Linked DNA regions of Triticum aestivum: regions 1 and 3 are each linked to region 2. Evidence: chromatin contacts called from public Hi-C data. All regions are on one chromosome and are shown on one strand. Each heading gives the region's core, a stretch centred on a gene start, on an enhancer-like site or on the middle of the called end of the contact. The rest is flanking DNA. Distances are from core to core; before and after follow the strand shown. Region 1 holds the start of LOC123045096 (glutamyl-tRNA(Gln) amidotransferase subunit B, chloroplastic/mitochondrial). Region 2 holds the start of LOC123045095 (suppressor of RPS4-RLD 1). Region 3 holds the start of LOC123045093.

Region 1 (4,233 bases), core at 1,272-3,771, 380 kb after region 2:
CTCCGTCCGGAAATACTTGTCAGAGGAATGGATGTATCTAGACGTATTTTAGTTCTAGATACATCCATTTTTATGCATTTCTCTGACAAGTATTTCCGGACGGAGGGAGTATGATTTTCTGTCAAGATTGGAGGAGCTAGTGCACAAGCACATTGTCTAGCGATGCTTTCACATAACCACACATGTAATGACACCTTTTTACAGATTTCCCAAACCTCGTGTTCTTGTATCAGATTTGAGAAGGCCTCTTTGCTTCTATGAAAGGCAAAGATCTAAACACAATGATCTGACATCAAGTGCAATTAAGCTGCTCTTGCCCCATGATGTGTAGGATTTGAATTATGTTTGATATGAGATTGGTCCTTACCTTCTGTATGACAGAAAGTACAGTTTCCTCTTATTATATGCCCCCTCTAGCATCAAATGTACAAGAAACACAATTCCCTGTATTACTTGATCTTCTTAGTTATAGTCCAATGTGTCAGAGAGTTCGTCTCTTAAGTAAATTCCACGACTCCCCATCTTTAGCTTTTGTGAATGCATCGGTTTAGAAATGTACTGTTGCGCTGTGGTGAATGTCAACTTTTCCATGATTCCAGGGCCATATCACAGAGCATGGCAGAATAGAATGAGAATAAAATATAACAGAAAACAGGTACTCCCTCCGTCCGTAAATACTTGTCGGAGAAATGGATGTATCTAGACGTATTTTAGTTTTAGATACATCCATTTTTATGCATTTCTCCGACGAGTATTTCCGGACGGAGGGAGTACTTAGTTAGGAAATAACAAGGAAAACCTGAGAAAAACTCCCAGATTCAGAGTGAAGCAGCTTGCCAGCATCTTCTTCCATATGAACCCGCGTGACCCCAAATCGCCTGTGACCACCACCAAACTCCATTGGAATATCCAAATCAAGGTAACCCTTCTCAGCAATCGGAATGTCAAACTGCGAAATCTGGTATCCCTTGGGCAGATCTGGGTAGAAGTACTGCTTTCTGTCAAACTTGGATGTCATGGAAATCTCACAGTTGAGAGCGAGGCCTAGCTTGACAGCACATTCAACAACCTTTGCGTTCAGAACCGGCAATGTCCCGGGGTGGCCCATGCAGGTGGGGCAAACGGTGCTGTTTGGCTGGGAGCCATAGTCGTATGGGCAGGAGCAAAATGCCTTTGTGATGGTTGAGAGCTGAACATGGGTCTCAATGCCGATCACCGCTTCAAAACCGTGTGTCTTCTGCTCCACTGCCTCCTTGGTAGCCTGTTGAATTGATTTGTGCACTGATTTGGGCTCACTAGTCTGCACACTCTCCACCCTAGCTGTGAAGTGGGCTAGCGGAGGACGTCGAGTGGTACAGAACAGCCCTGCATTTGCTCCAGATAAGGTTTGTGTTCTGATCCCTCGTAAGAGCGTTAGAGCCATTGTGGCCAATGTGCCTCTCGTCTACTGCAATTCACAATCTACTGGATGGGCAACAAACAGCCTGCAATAGGAAGAGAACAAAAAACTTGAATACAGACAGATTTCAGGATAACATGAAAAACCAATTTACAATTTAGCAGGCATTGTTTTCACTGAGTTTAGGTGGCTACACAAATGATAAATCGGTCCAATCCTCTCACGGCAATTCTCACCAAAGATGAATCAAGCCATGCTTGCTGTCCAGATGACCCAGAAAAATCAATCCTACTGTTTCCCAGTACCAGACTTGATTGCTGGTAACTCTGAAATTAATCTATGAGCCTTTTACCAAAGACAAAACCACCATGAAGTCAGAAATACTTAACCTAGTACGAATGCGGTATCGTCGGAATATTTGCTGAGTAGTACTCCCCCTGTTCCTAAATATAAGTCTTTCAGATATTTCAATACGGACTACTCCCTCCGTTCCCAAATATAAGTCTTTTTAGAGATCCCAACAAGTGACTACATACGAAGCAAAATGAGTGAATCTACACTCTAAAATATGTCTACATACATCCGTATGTTGTAGTCCATTTGAAATGTCTAAAAAGGCTTATATTTAGAAACGGAGGAAGTACATACAAAGCAAAATGAGTGAATCTACACTCTAAAATATGTTTATATACATCCGTATGTAGTTGTTATTGAAATATCTAAATATAAGTCTTTTTAGATATTCCACTACGGACAACATATGGATGTATATAGACATGTTTTAGAGTGTAGATTCACTCATTTTACTCCGTATGTAGTCCGTAGTGGAATCTCTAAAAAAGACTTATATTTAGGAACCGAGGTAGTAGAAAACTACGCCAGTAACCGATGAGATATTACAAAGTTGGCATACGAGCGAGTCCATTGCTAGGGAAGGGGGAAGGGGGAGCGGGGAGGGGAGCTGTACCTCGGCAGCAGCGACAGCGGGGAGGCCCGCCGGTAGACAGAGATAGACGGCGGGGAGGTGCAGAGCAAGGCGCGCCAGCGGAAGGGAGAAAGGAGAGGCAGTGGAGAGGGCTTGTTTAGGATGATTTTTCTTTCCAGACTAATCATCAATCACCACCAGGGGGCGAGCTGGGCCCCGAGAAAGGAAAACAGACTGATGGCCCCAGACTTCAACCCACCCATTCATTTCTCTCTCCCTGCAGGCCCAGCCCAGCCAAACTCAGCCCAGTGAGAGAGAAGCTGAGGCCATTAATCCCTGTCTGCATTGTCTCAAAAAAAAAATCCCTGTCTGCCTTGCTCTAGGCTCTAACTGGCAAAGACTTTTTTTTAGCTCAAAAAAAAAAAAAACTGGCAAAGACTTGAAATATACTTGACACGACAGTGCAAGTATACATGGCAAAGGAACTGGAGACGTCGGGAGCTCAACTGAACTCTGCCATATCAACTTATTCACATTGATGTTCACATTTAAAACATTTTTCTGCACAGTATTATGCTCTGCAGACTTTTGAAACGGTTAGGGAACAATATTGTACTTTTTCTCAGCTACGGGACCTGCCTGCGATGCGACCATGCGATGGAGGACCGCAACCGTCTGTTCTTCACCTGCCCAGCGGCTCCGGGATTCGCCCTCGGTTCAACCCTACCGCCGAGTTCTTCAACACACCGATCCATGCCATGTTGCCATCGTCAAGCAACGCTTGTATTACTTAACGGTGCTGGGGTAGATCACCCAAAGCACAAGTGGCCACATAGGATGCTAGGAACAAGAAAGTCTTCCAAAATCTAGAGATTTATGCTGATAGCACTGTTAAAGCTATCCTTGATGATCATGTTGTATGGGCTCACCCTCTCAAGACGGAGACACCGATGGAACGCGCCGGTCTGTGGCGTGATTTCCTCTCTTCGCGCAATACGTGACCTCTGTAAACTCTAAACCGTTTTGAAATATGTTCAGGTGGGGAGTCCCCCACCCCCGCAGGTGACCATTTCAAAAAAAACATGAATACATCGGGATGGACAATTAAAACGATTAGGGAATCATCAGATCTCCCAAGCTTCAATCAGATATAGTCCATTATCCTCTTCTTATATTTGAAAGCATAGCTCAATCCAACAAATAGATCAACTTCAGGGAGGGTCACCCCACACAGACCAATAAATGCAAATAAGTTACTTCCTCTGTTCACTTTTATAAGACGTTGTAGACATTTCAGACAGTGCCCAAAACAGTTCAATCTCAGCTGTCTGAAACGTCTTATAAAAAAGAACGGAGGGAGTATTTCCCTATATCTATCTAAATAAAGGCTTGATACTACAAAACCTTTGCTAGCTAATTTTCTCCAAGTGAATTCGACCAGACCATGGCTTGAGCTCCTGAGAAAATAACATGACCCCCAAAACGAAACACTTCTGATTGCTCGGACTTAAGCTTAATCTTTCCACCAGTTCCTTTTGTACTTGATCTTAAAAACTAAATCTAGACTATCAGCACCCAGAACATGTAAGATCATCTGATGAAGGTAAGCATGACGGCTTGGTCCACACTTAAGTATTACTACAAAAATGAATGTTCTAGAGAAACCAGCTCAAGGAAAAATACATCATCCTGCTATCAGACCTATCACTTACCCTGTGTTGGGTGGAAAGGGAAAGAAATATCAACAAAGTGCTTTACAACCAACAGAACAGGACTAGGCAGCAACTTAACCGAATATGGAACTGATGTTTAAACACGTGATTCTAATACAGACGTTCCCTCAGTACTTACAAGAATACCTTCTTGCTAAAGGACTTTCTCATGCAAATAGATGTTCCAAGAAATACAC
Region 2 (4,581 bases), core at 1,774-4,273:
GGGGGCGAGAGCGAGCACGCTGAGCAGGGAAGAAGGAAGCAGAGAGAGAGGGAGAATGCTGAGGCGCAGCACAGAAATCCTCGCCGGGCGCATTTATAAGGTCCCTTCCGAGTGGCTGACATGCGGGCCCGGTCGATCTAATCATATCTGAGAGCAGTTATGCAGGCTGGATACGTGGCGAAAAAGGCGGCGCGGAGATCGAGGCGTCTATGCCCCGTCCCATCCGAACGCCGCGGTCCGCCCCGCTTCGCGCGTGCCCCCAAATTTCGCATCCCGCGGAATCCGCGAGCAACAAATCAGTCTGTCAGACGCGGTGTTTCCAGCGATCCGTCGCTCGGAGATCGTCAAAGCCCGAAAGATCACTCGACGTAAAAACAGAATGGATCGAGTCGACTGAAGACAAATTGCTCCCTGTCAACGAAGAGATTCTTTGGTCCAGAACAGCGCACAACTAGAGCGCAAAGGTCAATCGGAAACGACATCAACTCCTTCACTCGAAGCCTCAATCCATTCGGGGGCTAATGATGGGGTTATGTACCTAGGGTAGGGTCATGGACCTGATCCAAGTAACTTACCCCAAGGCATCCTTAGAAGAGGTCGCCTTCCAGTCGACCAATGAGGACTCACTCGACTGGTCTGAAGGACTCGACCACGAAGACTCACTCGACCACCAGGAGGTCAAGAGGCACTCTGCACTGCAACGGCCTGTAATCAAGTAGACTTTATGATAGTAAAGGCACTTTATGTGGGGCGTTACCAGTAACGCCCCAGACTTAACTCACCTTAAACCCTCTCCTACGTGGGCTGGCTGGGGTCCTGGCGCACTCTATATAAGCCACCCCCCTCCACAGGCAGAGGGGTTCGGCACCTTGTAATTCATACATTCATAATCCACTCGACCGCCTCCGAGCTCCGAGACGTAGGGCTGTTACTTCTTCCGAGAAGGGCCTGAACTCGTACATCCTTTGTGCTTACAACCTCTCCATAGCTAGGACCTTGCCTCTCCATACCTACCCCCCACTCTACTGTCAGGCTTAGAACCACGACATTAGCCGCTAGCCCTCACCGCATCGCATAGGCCGCCGCCACTCCTCGCACTTATGTTGTGCACCAAATGTTGTGCCCCTCTTCCCATCGCCGCCCTCAGCAACGTCGAAGAGGGATGCAGAAGTGAAGAGCAGCTCGCGTTCGCGCGTGATGATGGCGAGAGATGGGCGGTGCATCGGAATCGACGCGAGAAATGGATAAATGTCTCGGGCATTGGGGGGCTACTCTTGTCTCTCTCCCCGGTGGAGACAGAAATGAAGATGCTTGCTGAGCGACTTTCCAGTCAGATGGTGTGGCAACACCCCTGCGTTGTGATTCGTGCTTGTAGATCAGACGTGAGGCACATCATTCGCTCGAAATTGACACAAATCCGATGTCTGATTTATAGTATTTTTTTTAAAAATGCAGGAGGTAACTTACGTATATGGTAGACATGGACCAATAATCACTCACGATTGGAATTGCACGAGGTGAGATCGATAGCCCCGCGAGGCGAACCCTACCCTCCCGCGCCGCTACCCGCGAGGCGACTGGGGAGGGCATCCAGATCCCCCCCGCTGCGAGCCTCCCCTCCTCCTCCCTCCTTCCTCGCCGCCGGCAGGGGTGCGACCGGGCGAAGCCTGACCAGCGGTGGCGTCGGGGCTCGATCTCCCTCCGGTGCGATGGGGCGGCGTCGACCTCCTGGTTGGGTGCAGGCGCGGTGCTGGTGCAGGGCGTTGCGGTGTGGCGGCGTGCGATTTCCTGACGGGCGCGACGCTGCATGGATGGCCGCAGGCGGTGGAGTGCGCCTCGCGACGGCCAGATCTGGCTGGCAGGCGGCGCGTGCCGCGGCTAGGGCCTAGCTTCGGGCTTCCGGCGGCTGCGGTAGGGTCTTCCCATCGCGGGCGCGCGACGGTTCTCCTTGGGCAACGACGGTTCCGGTGATGGCGCAATCCCTCGGGTGGCGCAAATCCGGGTGGTGAGGAGGCGGTGGCGTGGTCACTTGATGGTGGGCTAGCACGGCGGCCGGCGCGACACCCTCCCGGCCCAGATTTGGTCCCTTTGGGGCCCCATATGGGTCTGGGCGAGCTTGGCTCGGCTCCGCCTACGACGGCTCTGGCGTACCGAGGTGCGGCTCGTGCGGGGGGTTGCGGAGACGGCGGCGCGCCCACTGCAGTGCGGCGACGGGAGCTTCACGAGCCATTTCAAGCTCGGTCGGACCCATGTGTCTGGTTTGCTCGTCTTGCTGCGTCCGGTCGGTGACAGCCGATGGCGGTGGAGGTTGTCCCCTCCCGCGTGGCTACTGACGTTGCTGCTCCTCGTTCCCGTCCGCTCCCTCTCGGACCCGTTGGTCCCGCTTCGGACTCCATGGTGAGACGACGGTGGTGACTTCAAGACTGTGGTAGCGCATGGTGGTTGGCAGCAAGTGTGATGGAGCGCGATGGATCGGTCGGGGTGGTTGGTGTGTGGCGACCGGGAGAAATCCCTATCGGCTTGGCCGGCACCGCAACGACGCCGGTGGGCGCCATTGTTCCTTCCCGAAGGGCGTCGGGTATCCACCTCACCCATGCCCCTCTGTGTACCGGGGGAAACCCTAGGACCAGTCCATGCAGCAGGGTCGTCATCGCCGCGTTCCTTTCTGAAGGTGTTGCTTGGTATGCGGTGGTATGAAGTGCTAGAAGTGTGGTGGAAATCTCCGAAGGGCGCAGCGGCTATGGATCATCATCGTTTTCGTCGATCCGACTTCTTTGTTATTAATTTTTGTTTCTTTCTTTTTTATTTCTTTTGGGCGTCTTTGTGCTGTCTGTCCCAGCAATGGATTCTCAAATGTATCGGGTCGTTGCTATATCTATATAGCGGCGCGAAAGCCTATTTCGAGCGGGAGAAAATCAAAGCGAAATAAAAGAAGATCCGAAGCAAAGCAAAATTCAGCAGTAACAACCCTAACAGAAAATCCGAAAAAGAGAGGGGTCCACGCGCTAAAGTCGCGCAGAACTCAGAGCAAGTGAGGTGGCCCCCCTCAATTCTCAAATCCTCGCCTCCACCTCTCATCCGCTCGTTCCCCCACCCTGACCACCTCCGGCGACCGATCACCGCCGCCATGGGCTCCGACCGCGGGGAGCTCGCGCGCCTCTGCAGCGGCCGCAACTGGTCCAAGGCCATACGCCTCCTCGACTCCATCCTCGCCCGCTCCCCCTCCTCCATCCACGACCTCTGGTACACTACTGCTTCCTCACCTCCCCGATCCGCCCCCACGGGGTCTCTGATCTAGCAGTCCAGGGTTACGGGTTATGACTCGGCGATCCTGAATTTGTCTTTCTCCCCCCTCGCAGCAACCGGGCCTTCTGCTACTTCCAGCTCGAGCTCCACAAGCACGTCGTCAAGGACTGCGACCGCGCGCTGCAGCTCGACCCCGCGCTTCTCCAGGCCTATGTCCTCAAAGGTAGGGACCCTCGCTGCCCCCTATGCATCCTCTCGTTCCTCCCAGTACAGTCGTGGATTTGCCTTGCCTGATCTATCCTTGGGGATCAACTGCCACTGCTAGATGTATTTGGGTGTTGATAGCCCATCAGGTTTTGTTAGCGCAACCTGAATGCCTAGGACTCACTGTTTCCTATGTAATTTCATGATGCCCCATGAACCGAAGAGTATGGTAGCTTTATGAGCGTGTATCCATCCCGTGTCTCTGTTTTGCTGTAAGTCGAAGCTTCTAGTTACGATCTCAGAAAATAAACTGTTGCTCATAGGAAAAGGACCTAAGTGTATTCCAACACTTGTCAAACAACAGTAGAGGCGCGGATGCCATTAATGCACAGCTGATTCAAGCATGGTGTAGTTACAAAATTTATGTGATGTGAGCCTTGTGTTACATATGCTACTTTCTCTTTCTGCAATTTACTTTCCTTTTCATCCCCGCGCCTCCCCTCTTTGTACCTCTTCCCATGCCACCGTCCAAGCCTCCGAGTCCGAGGTACACCAATGATCAAAAGAACACCTGATCTTTCTTTTCCAGTGAAGCTTCCGAAGATATCATCTCTATTTCTTTTACATATGGATACCGTTGTTTTGAAGCAAATTTCACCATTAGCTTTTACATCATTATCATTTTTAATCAGGCAAGGCACTGTGCGCATTGGGGAAAAATGAGGAAGCTTTGGTTGCTTGGGAGCAAGGACATGAGATCGCTGTCCGTGACACAATTGACCTGAAACAGTTGCTGGAATTGGAAGAATTAGTTTCTTCTGTTAAAATTTATGAGACGGTTGAGTGTGAAGACGTTGTGGATGCATCACCATGTGATACCAAAGTTGTTATCTCAGAAGATCGTTTTATCAACACGTCATTCACTGCAGCTACAACTGATACAAAAACTGTTGTTTGTGAAGAGAACACTGCAAATTCCAAATCTTCATCAAATAGTGATGCACTGTTACCGAACAACAGTAAAGACCATAAAGATTCTGTCAGTCCAGCAAAAGACACCACAGTGACACATCAAACTCCCAAGAAACAGCCAAAGACAGATAAGAAAAACAAAGCAAAAGTTAAAAAAGA
Region 3 (4,613 bases), core at 1,214-3,713, 450 kb before region 2:
ACGCGGAGGTGCCGTCCGTTCGGCGCTAGGATCTCTGGTGATTTGGATCATGACGAGTACGACTCCCTCAACCTCGTTCTCTTGAACGCTTCCGCTCGATCTACAAGGGTATGTAGATGCACTCCTCTCTCTCGTTGCTAGATGAACTCATAGATTGATCTTGATGAACGTAGGGAATATTTTATTTTATGCAACGTTCCCCAACAAAATATACCTCCTCGGTGAAAATTTATCACTTCGGAAAAAGGCATGGACAACTTATAGAACCAACTTGCAAGACCGATAACTGAAAATGGAGAAGAACTCGGAAGGACCGATGAGAGTCCTCCACTTCAAGACGAGTTTAGGGACTACTATGGTGTCCTGGACTAGGGGGTGCTTTCCATGCTGGTCCCCGACCAGGTGGGTCTAGCGGGTCCCGATCGTCGGGCCAAGCAAAGCCAAGATGGAAGGTTCCGAAGACTTGGCACATACTCCAAGACTTAGATGTTGTCTTCGTCGTGATTACCCCTAGATGTAACCGACCTATGTGTAAACCCTAGGTACCCCTGATATCTATATAAGCCGAGGGGTGGGGGTCGTAGACGACAATTCTCATACACAAACAATCTCACGGTAGATCAGCGTGTAATTGCTTGCACTCCCTCCAAACCAATACAATCAAAGCATGACGTAGGGTATTGTCTCTTCGGGAGAGCCCGGACATGGGTCAATCGTGTGTCTATGTTAGCATCATACGAAGGCTACCAGCTCGGGACTCCCTACCCAAGGTGTGCTAGATTTGACTCCAACAGTTGTGGAGAAAGCCCCAACCTTGTTTGTAAAGGTTCCGGTTGCCACCTCCAAGGGCGCTACTAGTGGATTTGCGACACCTTGCATTGTGCGAGGGCGTAAAGATAATAGGGTGAGTCTATGGGACGCTTGGGGAGCATTGTGCCTCCACACCCCACCAATGGAGACGTACCTCCCCCAAAGGCGAAAACTTTGAAAACACATCGTCTTCTTCTTCTCCACTTGCGGTTATCTCGCTCCTTGTTGCTAGCTTCTACCTTGTATTTAACTCTTGTCAGCTTGTGTTGCTCATTCCGCTTATCATATAGATTGTCCACTTAGTTGAATATCTAGATGACCTATCATTTTGTTTAGCCTAAAATTTGCAAAAGAGATTAAAATTGTTAGTCACCTATTCAACTCCCACCCCTTCTAGTCGACCATACCTATCCTTTCACAAGGCACGTCGTCTATTGGCCGAGCACTCGACAGAAAAAGGAGCAATACAAAAAGACTTCAGAACGACCGAGGAAGCAAACACTTAGGCCGTTATGACACAGATTAAAGTAAAGGCCTTAACATCCCCTAAGGTCGGTGAAGCTGGACTTGAGTAAATTTTTTAGAACGATCAAATCAAACAAAGAAAAAACATCTTTATTCAACACATTTATAATGCCTAACCGAGCTAAACAAATTATTTTAAAAAAATTAAGCATGAAAGTTACTTAGATGCTTTATGCTCTTGGTGTTAGTGACGTTGTCCAGCCTTGAGACAACACGAGATCCCAGCCCCCAAGTTGGCATCGATGTGGCGGAGTGAGGAGGTCGCCTCGACGAAGCGACGACACAACACGGTTGACGCTGCGAGTTGAAGCTTCCGGTCCAGCTGACATGATGAAGCAGGTCGTCGGGGTGAAGTTGGAGCTCCCAAAGTAGGTCGATGAAGTGACGACACAGCACGGTTGACGTTGCGAGTTGAAGCCTCCGGTCCAGCTGACATGACGAAGCGGGTCGGCAGGGTGACGTTGGAGCCCCTAGAGTAGGTTGATGAAGTGTCGACACAACACAGTTGATGTTGCGAGTTGAAACCTTTGGTCCAGCTGACATGACGAAGCAGGTCAGCGGGGCGACGTTGGAGCCCCCCCAGAGTAGGTCGATGAAGTGATGACGTCTAAGCCCTTGACTCCTTGAGCCAGCCGACGTGGCGGGGGCAAATCGATGAGGTGACGCCAGGGCCCTCACGTCAAGCGACGTGATGGAGCAGGTTGGGATGGTGGACGTCGGCATGATATGATGTGACGACGCAGGTCGGAACATGACGGGATCGATGTTGGCTTGTTGAAGTGATGGCACGACGATGTCGGCGCGCCCGACCTGTGCAATCCGTGGGGCGGCGATGTGGTCTCCTCCCCTCCCCCCTCATGCCCCCAGCGCTCCGAGGACGACGCAACCTGCTCATCTCTGCCACACCACACCATGATATTGGTCCCGGTGGAGCTGTGAGATTTTTGTCAGAAATCAACGGGCCAGGAGACGTTTGTTTCCAGTTCTAAAAATCCGACGTCAGATTTTTATTGATTCGTTAAAGCATTTTGAATTTTATTTCTAGACCCAGTTTTCTTACAGCTATTTCTAGACCCGGTTCATAGCACCACTTTCACAGATGGTTCTAGACCTCGGAACGAGCAGCTAACGGACTGTCCAGATACGCCCTCCTTCAGCGGGGGTCCACACGGACACTGGCACGCGCAAGTTGCCCGCGATTGATTGACGCCAACGTCGGCTTCCGCCTCCACCTCCCACCTCCACGTCTATTAAACGCAGCCGCCTCCTGCTTCTCGCCTTCCCCACCAAATTTCCGCCGAAGCAGAAAAAGCATCGTCTCGTCTCGTCTCGTCGAGGAATCAACAGCCATGGGCGGCGGCAACGCGCAGAAGTCCAAGATGGCGAGGGAGAGGAACCTCGAGAAGCTGAAGGGCGGCAAGGGTAACGGAGCTAATTCCCCCTTCTCTTGGTCGTCAGATCTTGTTGGTCTTCCTGATCTGATCCTGTTGGTGTTTTCTCTTCTGATCCTTCGCAGGGAGCCAGCTCGAGGCCAACAAGAAGGCCATGAACATCCAGGTGCGCTGATTAATCCCGCCTATCCAATCGATCGAATCGATCTAACCCTCTCTAGCGATTGGGGATTTTTTTTTCCGCAGACGAAACTGTTATCTGTGGAATTTGTTGAAATTACGCCTTTAACTGGGACGGGATGCGTGCCTCTTCAGTTGCAACGACGATTGGTAGCCTATTTCTCGATAGGACTCTGGGTGGATGGTTTTTTCTTTTTTGTGCGGCGATTATCGGTAGGATTTTGAGCTTTTTTTTGTCAATTACGCCTAGAGAAACGAAGGGAATCATATACTTTTGGCTGCCAGGACTATAGCTAGCGTATCGACATACTAGCATGCTAGATTACAAGTTAATTGTACCAAAATTGCCCTTCGGGCATAGATCTGGGGGGTATTCTCATCGCATATCGTGCGAATTACAAGTTACTACTAGTTGTTTGTCTGCCTGAGTTCTGCCAAGCAAAGTTGCAACCTTCACAGTGTGTGTCGCTGTTTGATAAGTAAGAGACACTTGTAGTTCAATGAGATATAATCTGACAGCTTTAAGAGTGTGGCATGTCCTAACCAGCTTTGGTCTGCTACCAAGCAATGCTATGCTTGTGTCTGAAACTAGTTCTGGATGGTACCAGTTAATCATTAGGATCCACGGGGGAGGGCGGTAGCTGGAAGACTCTTGTTAAGTTAGTGTATAATTCCAGTGGATGTGCCCGTTGTTTGCTTACCAACTTGATGGACTGAGCTTGCGATGCCAAATAGCTACATTTACTACACAGGTGAAAAATTCTAGTCTCTTGGAACCCAACTGCTCACACCTTGAATTAGTAACAAAGTGATGTGGCTCTTGATATAATGAAAATTGTTCATTGCAGTGTATAATTAGTCTTGACAAAACAATCTTGGCAGTCATGTTGCCTACGAGTTCATCAAATTTCTTGTCTGCCAATGGATATGCACCATATTGGATAGCTGAAATGGTTCTGTGGCTTTGTCTTGCACATCATACCGGTCTAGTGAATACGTTATAAGTTTAGATAACTTAGAAACATTATTTGGTAAATTGCCCGATCATCTGATCAATGCTTTCTTCCCAATGCAGTGCAAGATATGCATGCAGACTTTCATCTGCACCACCTCTGAAGCAAAGTGCAAGGAGCATGCCGAGGCAAAGCATCCGAAGAGCGAGCTCGTCCAGTGCTTCCCTCACCTCAAGCAGTGATATCTGCCCAATCAGACAGAGAGAGAGATAAAAGAGAGAGAGAGAGAGAAGCTGTCATAATCCACCTACTATTATCATGTTCCGCAATGACTGATTGTTGACCTAAGCTTGGGGTCTGAACTCGGTGTGCTGCTGTCCCGGCTGCTTTGGTTGTGTGCCCATCTACTATGTAATCGTCCTCTATCAGCCTGTTGTGCTACATTATCTTAATCCTCTGTGGATTTGCTCCTCGTGCTTAGTCAGTATGCTGTCGCAAAATTCATCTTTTTTACATGTTTCTCGCTTCCAATGGCACCGATGCTAGCTTGGTCAGAGCACGGTTTACAGCCAAGCAGCATCAAACATGAGCAGTTTTTTTTTTTTGAAAGCAAACACAGATTTCTATTACGATTACTCGCTGACCATATCACCAGCACAGCGTCTAGTACAGGTTGCGGAAAGTGGTCAAGCCGAGTCTCATAGCAGCCACTCTTCATATAGACTCCACTCGCAGCTAACATGTGCTGCTTTAT

The links. A called contact is a pair of places that touch in the nucleus more often than the background predicts.
Region 1: a contact with region 2 is called in a Hi-C map of leaf, with 4 times the contacts expected there. The contact joins the promoter of LOC123045096 here to the promoter of LOC123045095 in region 2. A contact is called at or near these places in 2 of 5 Hi-C or Micro-C datasets (both in leaf).
Region 3: a contact with region 2 is called in a Hi-C map of leaf, with 3 times the contacts expected there. The contact joins the promoter of LOC123045093 here to the promoter of LOC123045095 in region 2. A contact is called at or near these places in 2 of 5 Hi-C or Micro-C datasets (both in leaf).

Annotation. Positions count from the first base shown.
Region 1 is chr2B:394,198,870-394,203,102 of IWGSC CS RefSeq v2.1, forward strand. LOC123045096 (glutamyl-tRNA(Gln) amidotransferase subunit B, chloroplastic/mitochondrial) reads right to left here and starts at 2,522. Exons shown (of 10, transcript XR_006421053.1): 1 at 2,367-2,522; 2 at 800-1,484. LOC123045098 (YLP motif-containing protein 1) reads right to left here. Exons shown (of 5, transcript XM_044468032.1): 5 at 3,910-4,233.
Region 2 is chr2B:393,822,888-393,827,468 of IWGSC CS RefSeq v2.1, forward strand. It overlaps LOC123045095 (suppressor of RPS4-RLD 1), which reads left to right and starts at 3,024. Exons shown (of 23, transcript XM_044468029.1): 1 at 3,024-3,243; 2 at 3,360-3,469; 3 at 4,143-4,581. The coding sequence starts at 3,128.
Region 3 is chr2B:393,374,951-393,379,563 of IWGSC CS RefSeq v2.1, forward strand. LOC123045093 reads left to right here and starts at 2,464. Exons shown (of 3, transcript XM_044468027.1): 1 at 2,464-2,757; 2 at 2,852-2,892; 3 at 3,982-4,343. The coding sequence starts at 2,685. The coding sequence ends at 4,101.